Regions from separate parts of the Lactuca sativa genome. Here region 2 is linked to region 1. Evidence: chromatin contacts called from public Hi-C data. All regions are on one chromosome and are shown on one strand. The core of a region is the stretch at or near the end of the contact, and the rest is flanking DNA. Distances in the headings are between cores, read along the strand shown.

The links. A called contact is a pair of places that touch in the nucleus more often than the background predicts.
Region 2: a Hi-C map of seed shows a contact between it and region 1, with 3 times the contacts expected there. The contact joins the promoter of LOC111909597 here to the promoter of LOC111909603 in region 1. A contact is called at or near these places in 2 of 4 Hi-C or Micro-C datasets (leaf and seed).

What each region holds. Positions count from the first base shown.
Region 1 is chr8:103,915,272-103,918,755 of Lsat_Salinas_v11, forward strand. LOC111909603 (NADPH--cytochrome P450 reductase 1) reads right to left here and starts at 2,069. Exons shown (of 17, transcript XM_023905390.3): 1 at 1,543-2,069; 2 at 1,380-1,439; 3 at 1,151-1,227; 4 at 731-788; 5 at 564-644; 6 at 429-465; 7 at 254-323; 8 at 1-169. The coding sequence starts at 1,899.
Region 2 is chr8:104,103,104-104,106,656 of Lsat_Salinas_v11, forward strand. LOC111909597 (cyclin-H1-1) reads right to left here and starts at 1,644. Exons shown (of 17, transcript XM_023905386.2): 1 at 1,485-1,644; 2 at 1,253-1,394; 3 at 503-595; 4 at 237-311; 5 at 110-160; 6 at 1-19. The coding sequence starts at 296.

The DNA.
Region 1 (3,484 bases), core at 819-3,318:
ATCATGAACAGTGTGACCATTTGTTTGACTAAAATCTTCAGTTGATGTATCGAGTTTCTCATGAAACACAACTCTGTATTCAGGAATGACAGCTGTGTATGGAGTAGCAACACCTTTGTCATCTTCATCACGAAGCAATTGGTCCAATTCTGGCCACACTAACTCTTTCCTGAAGAATCAGGATTAGATAAAATGTTACAAATGGAATAAAAATGTTTATCTTTTTGAGAGGAAAAAGAAGTCTTTTAAATACCATGCAGTAAAATCATCTTCAATTGATTGATCATCATCTCCTAAGCCAACTGGAACAAGACGCTTTGCACCTGAAAATGGTGAAAAACATAAACATTAGAGATGCTACAAGAAATAAGAGAAGATTTGTTACTTGATAAGTTGATAATGGATAGAAATTAGCAAATTTAACATACCCTGATCTGCAAGACCATCATCAACCACTTTTGCAATCTATAAATAACACAAGCAATATAAGAAGATTCAGAAACTGATAATGCTAGAAGATGCTGAATGATTAAGAAGGTGGTGTGATAGTTATTGTTTGTTACCTTGTTGAAATGCTCATATTGTCTGTTGCCAAGACCAAATACTCCATAGTGAAGTTTGTTAAGACTAACTTTCTCTTCTGCCTGTATAAGGAACAAGAGGTTCTAAATCAATATCCAGATCGGGAGAGATTTGTGACATGAATCTAAAAGATGTATACAATGTTTACCTCAGTGAACCATTTATAAAATCTGGCAGCATTATCAGTTGGCTCACCATCTCCATATCTACACAAGAAGTTATCAAACAAGTTGAGTTAATAGGTAATTAGCAACCTGCTATAACCTTTGAGGTTGCTTCCTCTCACTACCCCATGAAAACTTCAACAGTTTTCTTTTTTGGATGACTAGGGAAGTTGAAACAATTGTTTATTATTTTCAAGATTTCCTGTTGAAGAGTGTTGCATAAGCAATCCTATTGAATAGTTCTATGCATCTGCTCCTTTTATTAATAAAGTCCACTTTCAGTTAGTCGAGTTACTTAATTGCCGGGTTCAGATCGATCCAATAGATTTCGATCCATGATTTAAGATAGTCAACGATTCTTTCAGAAAAAAGTAAAACAGATATAAATGGGTACAAAAGCTTACGTAGCCAAGAAGAAGAAAGCAAATGACTCCTTCTTTAGTTTCTCTTCGTACTCCTCGTCATCAACAGCGTAATCATCCTGCATATTGAAAACATAATGATAATTATGATCCTTGATTCAACTAGCAGTAAAATTCAACGTTTCTAAGAATCAAGGACTTTAAGATCGAGTCACAAGAATTATTATGTACCATATGCATCTGAATCTGTACTCTAAAAGTCAACACTCACCAAATCGATTACTTTAAAGGAGGCCTTTTCATATCGCACTTTAGCTTCTTCAAAGAGTGCCTTCAAAACAAGAGGAATCGATGTCAAAAAAACGCGAAAACCTTTATATTGACCAAAATTTCAAAAATGTCAAGAGACATGCGAATCAACATCGATAGTTCACCTTAGCGAAACCTTCCGCCGTTCCAGTCTGCGTTCCGAAGAAAATCGTAACCTTCTTCTTACCATCATCAACCTCCTCTTCCACCCGTCTCTTGGGTATAACGATCTTCGGTTGCTCCAATTCCTTAACCGACTTATTCGTAGATCTCTTCCACACCAAAACAACAAAACATCCTACCAAAACAGCAACCGACGTGGTCAGTATCACCAGCAGCTCACGATTTTCCAGAATCATCGCCAAAGCCGGCGGCATCGTTGAGTCTCCGCTATCCGATCCGTTAACTGTGCCAATAAGTTTCCCCTTCAGAGCTGCGGTCAACAAATCAAACAGCGACGTTTCGACGGACTCCGATTGCATTTCTCCACTAACTCAACCTGATTCAACTGACCACACAAGTCCTCGCCGGCGATTCAGAAAGTGAGCGCTGATTTAGAGAGAGAAATTGGAAAGAAAAGAGAACTTTGTTGAACTTTCTCTCTCTAGTTTCTCTCTCTAACGCTTTGTGTTGGGTGTGGTTGAGAGATACGTCTGGGCTTGAAGAGGGGTTTTTATGGGGGAGAGAGGAGGCACCGAGACAACACGCCTACCAAACCAGAATGGTCAAACACACCTAACCCATGATTAACCATGGTTATGTTTTTATATTTTTATTCATTTAACAAAATAATATTTTATTATAATCGCCCTTAAAATCACATATGGCTTCGATCATATTGGTATTATTATTTCTATTCCATTTAAATTAAATTAATAATGATCTAAAAAAGAAATATACATAAAACTTACTATATTTTTAACAATTTTTGAGATTCGACAATTATATATAAGTTTTATTAATAGAAACCATTTAAACTTGATAATTTTTATATTGTTATTTTAACCTTCTAAAACAAATTAAAATGTTATAATATTATATATATATATATATATATATATATATATATATATATATATATATATATATATATATTCTCAAAGTTTAATTTTTCACTAAATGTCATTTTTAAATAAATCTTTAATAACAGGACAAGTATGTATATCGCTCTCGAAGGGAGGGTGAGAAGGTGTTCACCATACCTCACATTTCCCCAACAAACACAATTGAAGTTCCTTCTGTTTTTATGTACTCTTTTTAATCTATTATAACATCTTAAAGTTCTTTTACATAAAAATCTAATATACTCATAATTTTATCTATATCTCATAAGAGATTTGAACTTCCAACTTCGAGAAGGAAGCAACATTTGATATCATTGAGTTATAAATCTTTTGGTTTATATCAAGTTAAAATGGTTATAATATATATATTCTTTTTGTTGTCAAAGTTTAATTTTTCATTAAATTTTGACAATTTTCTATTAATTGTTTTAACATATTATAGCGGGTCAAAGTAGATGATATAGAAAAATATCAAACTTATAACTTTTATTGATAATATTGAAATAGAGTAGTTAAAATACATAAATAAAATAGTGTTTTTTTTTAATCTATTGTGCCCTAATTTAAAAAAAAAAAAAAAAAAAAAAAAAAAAAAAAAAAGTGAAATCGGACCTTTTAGTCCTTTACAATGCATATGAGAAGTGAGAGCGTGTTCCATCATTTGTTTTTATTTATAGGTTCCATTATTTGTATAGTTTATCAGAAGGAAAATTTGCTGGTAGATCCCTTATTCCCTACACTTGTAACAGGTTTGCATGTAAGTCCCTAAACGAGCGATTCAGTAGATTGTAACACTATTTCGATGTGAGGAGTATTTTGATAAAGGTTACTGGTTATAATGGTAACATATTTTAGCATGTTTATACATTTAGTTGTTCATATATATCATTATTAAATTTGTTTATCATATTTATAAAAATCCTATCATCCAACTTTTTGACAGCTCCGACCAGAATTCATTATCTTCTCCAGCTAAATATGAATTTTTTGTCAGTTTATTTTT
Region 2 (3,553 bases), core at 394-2,893, 190 kb after region 1:
CCACCCTTGTTGATCCATACTACAACAAAGATGTTTGTCCAAAATTACTTTTTTGCCCATTAATGATATTATGTTTTGGTTATACAAGTCAAAGTTTTTGCTTGCATACCTTCTCCAGCATCTGTTTTGCTCTATGATTGGCAGCTTTGTATTTTTCTTTCTGGAAAAGATTATTCAAAGAAAATTTAAATTAGTAGAAAGAGTTTTAAAGAATTGAATATGAGAAGGTTGTGTACCAAATCTTGTGGAGTGAAGATCCACTTGGCTCGGTGAGTGGATGTTAAAAAATCAGCCATGGCTGATTAGTAACTCTGCAAATTAGAAAGCAGAAGATCAATCTCCACTTGAATGAATAATTTCATAAATCTATATCATCATTTCTATATAATACTTCTGTTTAATTTCTTGAGATTCTAATCCATCAAAGCACAGATCATAACATTAAACATTGTTGTTCAAAAATAGCACACAAGATAAATGATCAAGAAAAGTTGGGACAAACCTGAATGTTGTGGTTATAACTTATAACACAGTTACAAGATGATAGTTTAGAAGTTGACACTGCTAAGAGTTGGAATCAAGGCTTCAATAGCTCCTATAAGAACAAAGTGTTACAAATTAAATAGGACACCCCAAAATGGAAAATGTGGCATCTTTAGTTCCACAAAGAGAGTCTAACTTCCATTCACAAGTTTCTTGATTAAAATTCTTTTAATCAGACTCAAAGGACAATAACTCTAAGCTGGAAATTGATTGGCCTACAAGACAAAGAATTTGTGTTGGCATTGCGAAAGGCTTGACATTCCTTCATGAGGAGTCCATGCTCGAAATGGTTCACAAGGACATCAAGGCTCAAGGTTTGTATCAAACAGAGATTTCTATTGAACAATCATCTTCCAGCTTAATCGACTTGTATCCCAATAGTAAAATTTCTGAACAATGTTCACTTGTACATAATGGAGTTTGTAGCATACTAGTCAAGTTCTTTATACTAGTTTTATAAGAAGAAGAAATCACCAGGTATTGAAACATGTCCGCCAATAATGAGTAGATGAGATGTTTATATTTCGGTTTGAGGATTTTGAATCTTACTGTGACAATAATACACTATGAAGCATATAGATTTATATTGAAGTGCATGTCCATATGTAACATATATTTTCTAAGCAGTAACCATTGGGAGTATACTTATCAATCGTTTTGTAATGGAGTTTGTAGTAAATTACACTCAAGAAGGCTAGAACTTACATACACATATTCACATTCAGAAATCAATTTCGTCTCTAACTCGATTCTGAAAGACTGAAACTTCAACTTCCGGCGATTCACAAAGAAATTCAGAAACCTCCGGCGATTCGAAATAAATTTCGGTTCGGATTCACTGATTATCGGTGCTATTTCAGAATGGACGAATTCAGAAATCAGAAAATAAGAAATAGAAGAAACAGAAGAAGCAAACAACAGATAACTAACAGATAACTAACCGTTGGCTTCTGGAGAAGTGGAAGTCCTTTGGAGTTTCCATAGAAATCGACTGAAGCGTTGATGACGCCTTCGAAATCGGAAACGCACGCTAGGTCTCGTCGTCTCGCTCCAGCTCCCTCTTTTGGATTGGCGCTCGCCTGGTTTGGTTAGATTGGGCCTTAGAACAATTAGCCCATTAGCCTTAAAAATAATGGGCTGTCACAACTCACAAATATAACTCGATATAACAAAATATAAAATACAGGCCCTTTGGTATTTGGGGGGATTGATCTCAACAAACGATACACATTCGTCGTCCAATTTGCTCCGACCCATGGGCCGGTCCTGGGTTTAATCACATAATTGATTTCACAAACGACACAACATTCGTCCATGTGTAATAGACAACATAAACCCAAAATTTTCACACAATGATCAAATAGATAAAGAAAGAAAAAAAAAAAAAAAACCCAAATCTCGATATATGTATATAGTAGCAAGTGATTGGAGTCTTGAGAGAAGATGAAACCCAAATTTGTAGAAGATTACTAATGAAGTGGTTATGTCCTTAAGAGACGAGTGATTGGTTCGTTTCGGTTGTTTTTGTTGCCAAGGTTGGGGATTTGATGCTCTATGTGATGGGTTTTATAAATAACAAAAAATTATTTTTGGCGGAAAACATAAAACCCTAAATTCGCATACACCCTAAAGGATATGTTCTCACTATGATATGCAAACAACAATTTGAATTTAAGAACCCTAAAATAGATTGCTATTTCGAAATTGGAGAAGGGTTATTAGAAAACATACATTTTAGTTTATTATTGTAAATAAACTTGAATTCCTTCTTTGTAGAACTTCAGAAAGTCAGCACCAGAAAATCACATAATATTTTTTGGACAAAAATCACGTAAATATTTTAATTTTGGACATTTCATGCAAGTTGAAAACTTTTTGGACCTTATCCAAAGTTTTTTTAATACCATAAGGACCAATGTTGTAGGTTTGTCTAGTTTGTTTGTGGAATTAATCACTATTAAAATTGAAAAAACTAATCTACCGTTTTAATTTGTTTTTCTATTTTCTTAAACATTTTTCCCTTTTATTTAAAATTTTAAAAGTAAACACAAATAGAGAGGGGCCTCACTTCTCTCTCTCTCTCTCTCTCTCTCTCTCTCTCTCTATATATATATATATATATATATATATATATATATATATATATATATATATATATATATATATATATATATATATATATATACTAGTTTATAACCCGTAGAACCACGGTTACAAAATTTATTAAATTTTCATCAAAAAACTTAAAATTATTAATCAATTATTTTAAATAAATTATTAATTACAAGGTATTTTTTATTTATATAAAATTATAAGTGTTGATTTAAATAAGTACGTGACTTTATAATCTGTATTAATTTAATTTTATTTTTATTCTAATGTTATTTAATTTAATGTAATTAAAGTGAAAATTTTAAAATTTAAAATTTGAAATGGAATTAATAGGTTGTCATATGACATGACATTAATTAGGAAGTTTAATAGTGTGACAAATGACAAAATGAGAATCAATCTATTCTTTTATTAGAATAGGAATAGGCCGTCGCCAATGGGGATTGAATGGGGAGTTTAATGGTGAAAAAGTGATGATATGACCATCCAATTGATTAAACCCACCATTGTAGCCTAAGTTTAATGAATGTGAGTTTAATGGGGATTGAACGGTGGTATGGATTATATATACATTTAAATTATATTTATTTAATTTATTTTATACAACAATTTTGATTTATTTTCTATTTATAATTTAAATTATTTTCTATTCAATAATATTGAGTCAATTAAAATGATATATTCTAACTTCGTAAGTAATTAAATTTTGTTTTATAGTTTACTTTTTAGTTATCTAAATAATAAGAAGTGGAAAAACATAAACAACCTTTTTAAATAAAAAAATTTACCTTTAATTTCGAATTATGTTAATATTTTAGTTTTATATATTAATAGTATTTAAAGAAAAATTATAATAAGATGGTGATGTGACAATCCATTAAACTTTAATAGAGTTGAA